Regions from separate parts of the Mus musculus genome. Here region 2 is linked to region 1. The links are chromatin contacts, called in public Hi-C maps. All regions are on one chromosome and are shown on one strand. Each heading gives the region's core, a stretch centred on a gene start, on an enhancer-like site or on the middle of the called end of the contact. The rest is flanking DNA. Distances are from core to core; before and after follow the strand shown. Region 1 overlaps Alk (anaplastic lymphoma kinase). Region 2 holds the start of Alk (anaplastic lymphoma kinase).

Region 1 (4,857 bases), core at 2,215-4,714:
GGGGTGGGATCCAGTGGATGGGGTGGGATCTAGTAGATGGGGTTGGATTCAATGGGTGGAGTGGAACCAAGGTTTTTACACAGATACTACATTTCCAAATGATATTGACGTTGCTCTTGAGAAATATACACTTTGACAGTCTGCTCTAGGGAATGGGTCTGTCATTTTGAATTGCCAGAGGAGCTCTTCTGCCCACCTTCATTATGATGTGCCTTAGGAGTCTGGGGATGGAAGCTCTTTTACATCAGTTCCTAGTGCTAACCATCCCCTTCAGAGAACAAACACACCAATAAAAATGGTCTCTTGGTGCAGAATAAATAATAGAGTTAAATAAATACAGCCCCAGGATACGGAAATTCTCCTGAGATCGCTAACCAAACCGGGGGGGGGGGTAGGCAACAGGCTGTGCCTTCTTGAAGAAATTCTTAGACTTTAATTCAATAAAAGACTTCGCTGGAGAGCTGAGCTGGTAGGAAGGAAGCTCCGAGTTATACTGAGCTTTCTGTTGCTGTGATAAAACACCTACTAAAAACAGTTTGGGAAAGAAATGTCAAGGCAGGAGGAATCTGGAAGCAGGAACCGAAGCAGAGGTCATGGAGGAGTGCTGCTTACTGGCTTGCTCCTCCTGGTTTGCTCAGCTTGCTTCTTAATATGGTCTGGGACCATGGCCAAGGGACAGTACTGACCACAGTGAGCTGGAGCCTCCTACATCGACTAGCAGTTAAGAAAATGTCTCCACAGGCCAATCTGATGAAAGCAATTCCCTAGCTGAGGTTTCTTTCCCAGGGGACTTATTTGTGTCAAGTTGACAAAAACTAACCAGCACACTTGGCAGGATTTCACCCAACTCCCCAGTTCCAAAGAAAAGACGGTCCTGGCTTCTTCCACGGTCCATAAACTACCCAAGCAGGCAATCACAATCTGTATTTAGCCAATGCAAAGAAGTAATAGCCTCCACGGGCTTTTCAGGAAAGAGGCAGCATCAAGCTCTGTACAGAATGCTAAGGGTAATGTGGCCTTGACACAGAGACTCAGAAGAAGGTTTATCTAGGTTCACCCTACCCATGGTCTCAGTGGTAGTAAGCGCATTGAGAGTCATGACTGTAGGGTGTGTGCCTCCCTGTTTGCTTCCTTAGTCCTAATAAAGACTGTGCATTTGACTCCTCTCTCCTTTGAGCCTTCTGAGTCACTTGAGTACACCAGGTTCCTGTGACAGCTTAGAATCCCAGTCCCCAAGGCCATCTATACAAAGTCTTGCCCTACGAACTGTTAGGGTCAATTCTGAGGCCATAAATACTTTCTGGGCAAGGTAGAGGCAGAGTAGGTACCCTGTGTCTTCTTGTTTTGTTTATTTGACACACTTTACAGCTCAAATATGCAGCTCTGTTGTTCAATCACCAGGGCCATTCTTGGTTATTAAAATGTACATAAACTCTACTACCTGTTGAGGATTGGTTCTAATGCTTTGAATTAATCTGGCCCCCCCAAATCAGGACTCTGCATATCCAAATGCTGAAGCTCCTTGTCCCTAATTGGATTTTGATCCATCAATTAAAAGCCAGTGGCCAATGGCTGGGCAGGTAGACTGAGGTGGGAATTTGAGGTTTAGGAGTGCTAGAAACTGGGGGAGAGAAAGGAAGCAGAGATCACCATGATGAGGAACAAAAAGACCAGACCTAAAGGCCTGCCGACAGGTGAGAATCAGGGGAAGAGGCCCCCGAGCATTTCCCCAATTGTGTTTGGGGTGGCAGAGATGAAATTCAGATTTTAAAAGATGTTAACTCAGAAGTACAGGAGGGGAGTCTGTGCTAGCAGGAAGGATTAGAATTGCCCAGCCATTAAGCTAGTCAAGCTAGTTAAGGCATATTAAAATTAACTGGTGTGTGTGTGTGTGTGTGTGTGTGTGTGTGTGTGTGTGTGTGTGTGTGTGTGTGTGTCTTTCATTCGTGAATCTAGATAGCTCTTGGGCAAGTGCACATGTGCGACTGTTGGGAGCATAAAGTGGGCTAACCAAATATCACCAGAACTACCAATTCTCATCAGTAATTATTTAAAAATAACCGTGATGCACCACGATCATTAACATTTTTTACACTGGAGTAGCATAGTTTGTTAGCTCCACTTTAGGAGTAAAGAAAATAGGGCTCTGAAGGCTAAGGTAAGATAGAGCAACAGTATAAACTGTTGATATGACGCTCCATGGTACGAATAAGAGGAAGGTTTTTACTGTAGCCGTGAGAGAACAGCCAGAGGCTTCTGGAAGAGTCCAGAGCAGGGAGAGAGAGTAGACCGAACATGGCTGGGGGGAGGGGTAGAGAGAAGGGGATTGAGAGGGAGACCAAGAGACCAAGCCGTGTTCTTACACACCTAAAATAACAAAGTTATAAGGAGAACCGGGACGGGGAGGAGACAGGGACCCTGGGAGCAGGATGGAGTTTAGGGCTGGGGAAGAGGTGAGAAGAGCCAGGATGCTAGCATGGACTTTGAAATGTGTAGCAGGTACCAGTGATGCTGATGGAGCCTAGAGGCCAGCATGCACATTGGTATGCTGATAGGTACCACAGATGGCCATTTGTCCCTTCTGCCTCTTGAAATTTGGGGAAATAGTTTTCTTTGGACAAAACAGCAACCACTTATTTAAAGAGGGGTGTCACTAAGGACCTTTATTCTGTGTGGTCTCCTGCTTCTGCCTTTACTACTACACCTACACTGAGGACTATCCCTGAAAGCAGGCGCCTGGAGCTAACTTGCTAGAGACATGTGGGACACACCCCAGGCTGAGACCCTTAAGACTCAGGACTAGCAGAAGGGACAGGTTCCTGCTGGGTGGGTGAATACATTCCAGCAGCAGCCAACTGGGGGATCTGCAAGAGGAGTCTCTGGGACACACACACACACACACACCTACCACAAACACTTGAAGCCAGATGGAATGGGGTCGTATGTCCCATCTCTCTCGTTCTTCTTCATCTTCAAATCAAGTGTCCGTCTCTTGCTAAGGCCATTTCTCCTGTCTACATCCTGCTGACTGCCCACTAACTCAGAAAAGGCCTTTGATGCTAACTAACATGGTTATGCCCATGGCAGACACATACAGAGGAAAGAGAAAACAGGTCAGGAACGTCAGAGTGTACAATAAAACAGACACCCTCTCGAATGTTCCCAGCACTGAAGCATTAAAATAAAGTCATTTGACAATTATTTGCCTGGACTGAAAGAGTGGAGTCATTTCAGAGATGCCACTAATCTTACAAAATAACAAGTGTGATTTGATCCGAGAGAGGAACCAACACACTTGAAGATGTCTCTGCCTTAGGCTCTGCACTTTCATGAGGTATTGGCAGAGACCAGAGGGTGAGTTATGGGGGAGGGGCGTGCGACCACAGTGAGCACTGGCAGGGTGGATGGAGCCGGCTAAGTTAAGATCAATGATTTCCTTGATTGCCTGGCTCTCCTCTCTCCTAAGCCTGGTCTCTGGCTACATTTCTATTCCTATCGGCCAGAAAAATAAAGATTGTTTACAGAGCTGAAATAACACCTGCTTGGTTTATCTTATTTTAGAAACAATAAAAGCCAGGGAGTTGGAGGGATTAAGGAGGAAAAAAATCAATTGTGTTCTTTCATGTTGGAAACATTAAAAAATAAGTCACCCTGCTACCTACTCTAAGGCCCAATTTGGCTCTCCATTACCCAGGGCGATTTCCAATTTCTTCCTGTAACTTCCCAAGGTTTAAGCTTGACGGAACCATAACTGGGTGCCCTTGACAGACTTCAAGAAAGTTTTTCTGGTTGGTTTCTGACAATTTCTACCATAGCTCTGATTGCTACGCGTACAGAGAGAGAAATAGCAATGTCCCCTTTGGCATGAACATGAAAACATAGTCTGATCCCGGCCAAATTGTTTCATGTTTTGAGAAGCGTCTTACCTCATGCCACTTTGTATCATCTCTGTAGGGAAGGCAAGATGCTCTTTAATCTGTCATAGAGAACTTGGTACCAGAACCAGAACAAACGGAAACAATGCACGACAGTGACAATGACTGCAAAGGTTGAAGGGGTTGCTCAGCACCAAAGATGCTGATGTCAAAGATCTACCAGCCCTGTAGCTGTAAAGGGCATCCCGGTGAAGGTGGCCTGGCCGACTCCTTTGCCGATTACCTACTATTTAGACTAGTGGTTCTCAACAATTAGCAATGATAAATCATGCCCAAGGCCACACAGTAAAAACAGTCTGTGCTGACTCCTGATGCTCTTTTCTTGTACCTTGAATTGAGACGGGATGCCTTTAGCCAGAGCGTAAGTGTGAAGCCAACCTGGTCCTCAGGTCCAGGCTGTGCCTCGATGAGCATGAACTAGCTTGAGCAGGATACGGAACACAGCATCCTTTCTCCTGTGCTTGCATCTCTACTCCAAAGGAGAGCTGGAGGAGGGGCAGGGAAGACCCCAAGGGGATAACTATCACACGGGAACTACTGTGTCACAGCATCTATCCATTTGTACTGACGAAAGGCACAAGGATAGCTATTCCCGGGCTCTGATTTCTCATTAGTGGTAAGTAAATACTAAATTTCCTAAAGCAGTGTTCCAAATCCATCTGGGAAGGAAAAATCTCCTTTTAGGCTAAATACCTTTGCCAACCCATGCATGCTGGCAGCTCTGGCTTATTAGCACTGTTATTTATCAGTAAGAGGAATTGTTTTCACCGAGTTTGCACGCTTTAACGCATAATCACTTCTAAACCCATGTAAGAAAAAGTAGTATAGAAGTGTAAAATATAAACTCAGGAAATGCTGAGTTTCTGTATGCGTGTAGCTAGGGAGCCCTCCTCTGTAACACCTCAGCCCTCCAAGTGTCTGT
Region 2 (5,027 bases), core at 331-2,830, 180 kb after region 1:
TTTCAGCCATTCTCAGAGCTCAGGAAGGAGGGCATCCAATTATGATCCAGTGGGATCGTGTGTAAGTCAGTGGAAGGCATTCTGCCAACACTGGAAAACTTTTCTCCCAACTTGGTTGCTAGAGAGAGAGAGAGAAGGTTCTATTGGGAAGTTACTATGTTTAAGCACATAAAAAGAAACCACGGGTCTAAGTTCAAGTACGATGAAAAGGGGGCTAGAAGAATAAGAGTTAGTTAGCAGTGTCTACATGTCGTATAACTAAAAATGCAAATCCCAACACACTCTAGTGGGAGCTGCTCACCCGTCCCGAAGATCTGGAAGAGAAGGCGGGGCTGGGAGGCTCGGATCGCACTGGATAGCCTTCCCTCCCTGCCCACTTCCGATGCCTTCTTCTCAGGCATCAGGCGGATCCTCAGCCTCCCTTCGCCGTGGAGAATCCACCAGCTGAACAGCTCGCTGAGGTTGAACTGGAGTATCCCCACAGCCGCTACCTCCTCTGGGGGACCAATACAGCCTTCAAGAATCGTCTCCTCGCCCAGCTCCAGCACCAGCTGTTTGGCACGCCTGAGCTTGCGCACCGAGCCTCCCTTCAGCACCCTGGACAGCGTCGGACCCGCCTCGGGACTAGGAGAACTGGCTCCATCTGCCCAGGAGATTCCAGGCAGTGGCCCCAGCAGCCTGAGCAGAGGCTCACAATCCAGGGCCAGTGATCCCCGCGCCTCCAGCCCGCCAGCCTCGGGCTCCGAGGGGGACCGTGGCTGCGGTAGCAGCAGGTCTCGGGCATAGACGCGGAAGAGCGAGGGTACAACGAAGTCCACTGCCAGACTCTTCCTCTGCAGGCGCGAATAACTGAGCGGCTCCCGGGGCTGCAGAGGAGGCCCTGAGGCTGGGGAACCCGCGCGCTGATCGGTTGCAGCTCCGGAGTACGAGGCTGCTGCCAAAAGCAGTGGAGGCAGCAGCCACAGGAACCCAGCAGCTCCCATCCCGCTGGAGGGCGAGTTTACACTAGTCTCCCTTCCCTTGCTGGTCCAGCCTCGCCCTTCACTCTCCCCCAAACAGGAAAGGGCTCCAAATAGTCCTTGGTCCTGAATGGCTCCTTCCACTAGATCTCAGGGACTGTGTGTACACTATAGAGCGCCCTTGCTTTTCCCAAGCTACAAGGAGGCGAGAAGGGTTCTCAGCAAAACGGAAGACAAAGTCAGGGGGTAGTTCGGAGACAGTGAGACACCCTGGGCTCAACAGCTGGATCCTGCGCCTCTCGCCGTGCTGCGCCCCATTTGTAGAGGCCTTTGCTCAGGGACCAGGGAGGTGGCAATTAGGTACCGTTCAAGGAGCCCTCGGCGACCAGAGCTCTCCTCTTAGCTTCCAATCTTCTGCAACTTTCCAGGCTGTGAACCGTGGCTCCGAGTCGGTCACTGTCTTGCCCACGTCCTCCGCTCCTGTCACCTCCTCTGCGCTCCTTCCCAGGTCTAGGCAAGGACCACCGGAGGGGGCTGCTTTCTAGCGCCCCCTCAAGTGACCTCCGCTGCAGGAAGTCTTCGGATCGATCACCCTGCCCGCTGAACTTCTGGGCGTGAACACGAGCTCTGCGTTGCGGAGAGGAGGCTCCCGCTGCCTCCACGCGCGCAAGTTTGCAGCGTCCTTGCCGTCACCGACGTCTTGGTTCCTCGGAGTTCACTCCCAAGCACCCGGGCGGCCCTGGCCGCTGGCGACTAGTGAAAACATTCCGGGCAGAGGAGCCCGCAATGTAGCCAGCCCCCTCCTCACCTACCAGCAGCGCCCGCGGTTTTGTTGACTGGCCAGGGGGCGAACGGAAAACGTCTTACTGCCCCCCCGAGAACCGCTGGACAGAAGCAGCGGGAGGTGCCAGTTGCCACCGCTGCTGCCGCCCCCAGAGCCGCTGGATCGCATCTGCCTGGGCGCCCGCCACTTGCAGCTGGCAGTGCCGCGAGCGCGCGCCGAAGGGGGGCGGGGCCTCCGCGAGGGGCGGGGCTCTAGAGCGAACTCAGCGCAGCCGCCCAGCCCACGCAGCCGGCCCCGCCCCCTTCCAAGCCCGCCGGCCAATGCCGCTGCGAGATCTGCTCCTATGCAAATCTGCAGAGGCCTCAGTATTCATTGAGAAAAGCACCAAGCCCGCCCCGCCTCCCGCTGCTGGTGCCTGTTCCTTCCTCCAGATTGCCTGCCCTATTTCTCCGCTGTGCGAACAAGAGAGTATTTTGGATAAATGGGAAAACTGGAAGCGATCGTTGCAACCAAACACTCTGTCTAATTATACATTTAACAGATTAAATGTGTCCGACTTCAGAGGAGCAGGTTCCGGAATAAATCTGGAGGCAAAGAAAAACCAGAAGGAGGCAGGGGTAGCGAGGCCCTGCAAGATTCAAGAGCCTTGGAGCCTTGAAAGGGAACCTTCTCCAACACTCCTGTTATTTGAAAGCATTCCTGAGAGCCTGAGTTGTTCTTCTTCGGCTTTAGCCGCAACAAATGCTGTCAGACCTGTCAGCCACTTGGTTTTCTCATAATGGTGTCTGCACAGGTTTCCAGACAGAAACTGGGGATGAAACTCAGAGCCTTCTATAAGACAAGCGAACGCTCTGCCGCTGAGCAACCACCCCACCACGACACTATTTGTTTATTCACTTTTTTTATTTTGGCCTTTTTTGAAATACGACCTCGTTTTTGTAGCCCAGGCTGGGCTTGAACTCACTACACTGCCTAGACTGACTAGGAACTCTTGGAAATCCTGTTCCGGCTTTTCAAGTGCTGGGATTTGGGATTACAAGCATAAACCACCACACATGAGACGGATATTTTTAATTCCAGTTCTGGATCATTTGCTCATGTGAGACTTCCAAGCCCACCCTCCAGTCCTCTTGACTGCTACTTTGCCCTAGCGGTCCATGAGTAGCAGGCCAGAGGCTATGGATATGACTCTGTGGAAGAAGGTTGTGTGGGGCGGTGGCACACACACTCAAGGCCTTCTATTTATTCACTTACTTAAAATGCCAGGTTCTCCCTCCAGTCTCCTTTTCTTTCAGATAATGGCTGTGTGTCACCAGAAGCCCAGATAAGGGTAAGTTTTAGTTCACACAAATTTCTCAGTCCCTTCTCTCCAAGGCTGACTGTCTCACTCATGCTAGCTCTCCCAGTGTCCCAGTACATTGTCCAGTGGACCCTCCCTCACCCAGCTCTAAGAGATGCAGTATCTTGCTCACTGCCCCACATGCGAGAACAGCCAAGTGGAGACCCTGCTCCTTTAAGGCCAGGGTCTTTCCCATAACTGTGCTGTCATGATGAGCAGTGAAACCCTAAAGACAAAACCAACCAATCAAACAAACAAACAACACTACTTCTCAGTGAACGTCTGGCTTTCAGCCGTATATGTGAAATACTCATATGTAGCCAACTTAATTGTTTAAGGGATGAGATTTGAAAAAAAGAGAATTAAAAAAAAATGCTCCTATCTTGGGGAAGGAAGAAGACCATGGAGTTAATTATTTTCATAGTATGTTTGGGTTCTCATCAAATTTTCTGCTGTGAAAACCCTCAGGAAAAAAATCTTTCTATCTAAAACGTGAAAAGGATCAAAACACTAGCCCCTTCACACCCCTGTTCCATGTCTTTCCTGTCTGTATAACTCTTGTTCAAAGGCGAATTGACTCTTAATCTGTCAAGGACTGTGAATAGGCCTCTGAAACCAGTGGCCACTAGGGGGCAGCAGAGACTAGAAACTCAACCTGGATTAGCCATCAAGGTTCTGAACGCCCTGCCAAGGAGCCCTTAACTTGCTTTTGTATCTCATGGAGGGAGCATGTGTGTGTGTGTGTGGGGGGGGGGGGGTGTCTCAATTAACTCTCATGCCTTATTAACTCTCTCACTTCTCCCAAGGAGAAACACGTGCCTTTCCCTGAAGATTAAATTATACTAACTCAAAAATGACCATGTCCCCTATTTGCTTGGTAATTTTTTGGCTATTGATAATTTATCAGACACCAAGCATCTGCGTCTACAAATGTGTATGTGTGTGCATGTGTGTCTCACATCACACAAGTAGCCTTTTGGGAGGACATAGCAATTACTAATATTTCCATGAGAGGAGGAACAGTTAAGTCTCAGAGAGGCAAAATAAATTGCCCAAGATCAAACAGCAAATAAATAACAATGTTAGAATTCAAACTAGTGATTCTTTTTCTCAAAACAAAAATCATACATCCCATTGAGACAAATTAGGCCTTCTCATCGGGACAACTATAATTTTGACATTGTTATCCTATGACATCACCATGGAGAGGTGAGGTTACAGGGAAGTGGAATTTAGAAGAAACAGGGGAAATAGAGACAAAATATGTGAGCGCTGAAAGCTAGCATGCCTTGTGTACACAGTGTGAGTCCAGTATGCTTCAAAATAATCCTCGGTTAGTATTGAGAATAATGGGGTAGGGAGTATGGCTTGGTGGCGTAGACCTTGCTTAGCATGCATAAGACAGGAGGTTCAATTCTCAACGTTGAAAAGATATTCTCGGTAATACTGTACTGTGGGGGAAGGGGTTATAGGTCTCTATTTACGGAGGGCAAATAAAAACTGAATTAGAGTCACTCCTCATTGGATCTATTCTGGTGTCAAGATTTATCACCTGAGTTGACCTAGATATCTGAGTCCAGGACCTTCATTAACAATAGAAGGTAAATGGGGAGGGATGCACTGATGGACAGTGATGTGTGGGCAGAGGAAACGAAGAAGCTGAAAGGGCAAGGACGAGTGACACAGGAGGGTGAGGATGGCAAAGAGGACAGGTACAGATACTAGAAGATCTGAAGAGACGATAAAAATGTTGGGTTGCTGGGGTCACCTTGCACACAACTCTGGCGGTTAAGTAAAGAAGAGCCTTTTCATGGAATTCCCAATTTTTCTATACAAAGAAATGGACAACTCGGTTGGGGTAGGCTTTGAGTTCTCTATAAGGAAGGCAATTAACAGCAGCATTTTAGATCCAGGTGGTATAATTTCAGTAAACATATCTCATGAG

The links. Hi-C and Micro-C count contacts between places; a contact is called where the count stands out from the background.
Region 2: a Hi-C map of the N1E-115 cell line shows a contact between it and region 1, with 2.5 times the contacts expected there. The contact joins the promoter of Alk here to the enhancer-like site in region 1. A contact is called at or near these places in 1 of 39 promoter capture datasets (trophoblast stem cells) and 3 of 484 Hi-C or Micro-C datasets (the N1E-115 cell line, nephron progenitors and tail fibroblasts).

Annotation. Positions count from the first base shown.
Region 1 is chr17:72,416,962-72,421,818 of GRCm38.p6, forward strand. All of the region lies in intron 1 of Alk (anaplastic lymphoma kinase), which reads right to left. Among named protein-coding and RNA genes, the nearest start is that of Alk, 180 kb to the right of the region's middle. Within about 2 kb of position 3,465, at least 2 of the 459 cell types and tissues checked have an H3K27ac peak or open chromatin away from gene starts, as enhancers often do. A contact at or near this core is called in the N1E-115 cell line, where this site is marked.
Region 2 is chr17:72,602,727-72,607,753 of GRCm38.p6, forward strand. It overlaps Alk (anaplastic lymphoma kinase), which reads right to left and starts at 1,581. Exons shown (of 29, transcript NM_007439.2): 1 at 302-1,581. The coding sequence starts at 983.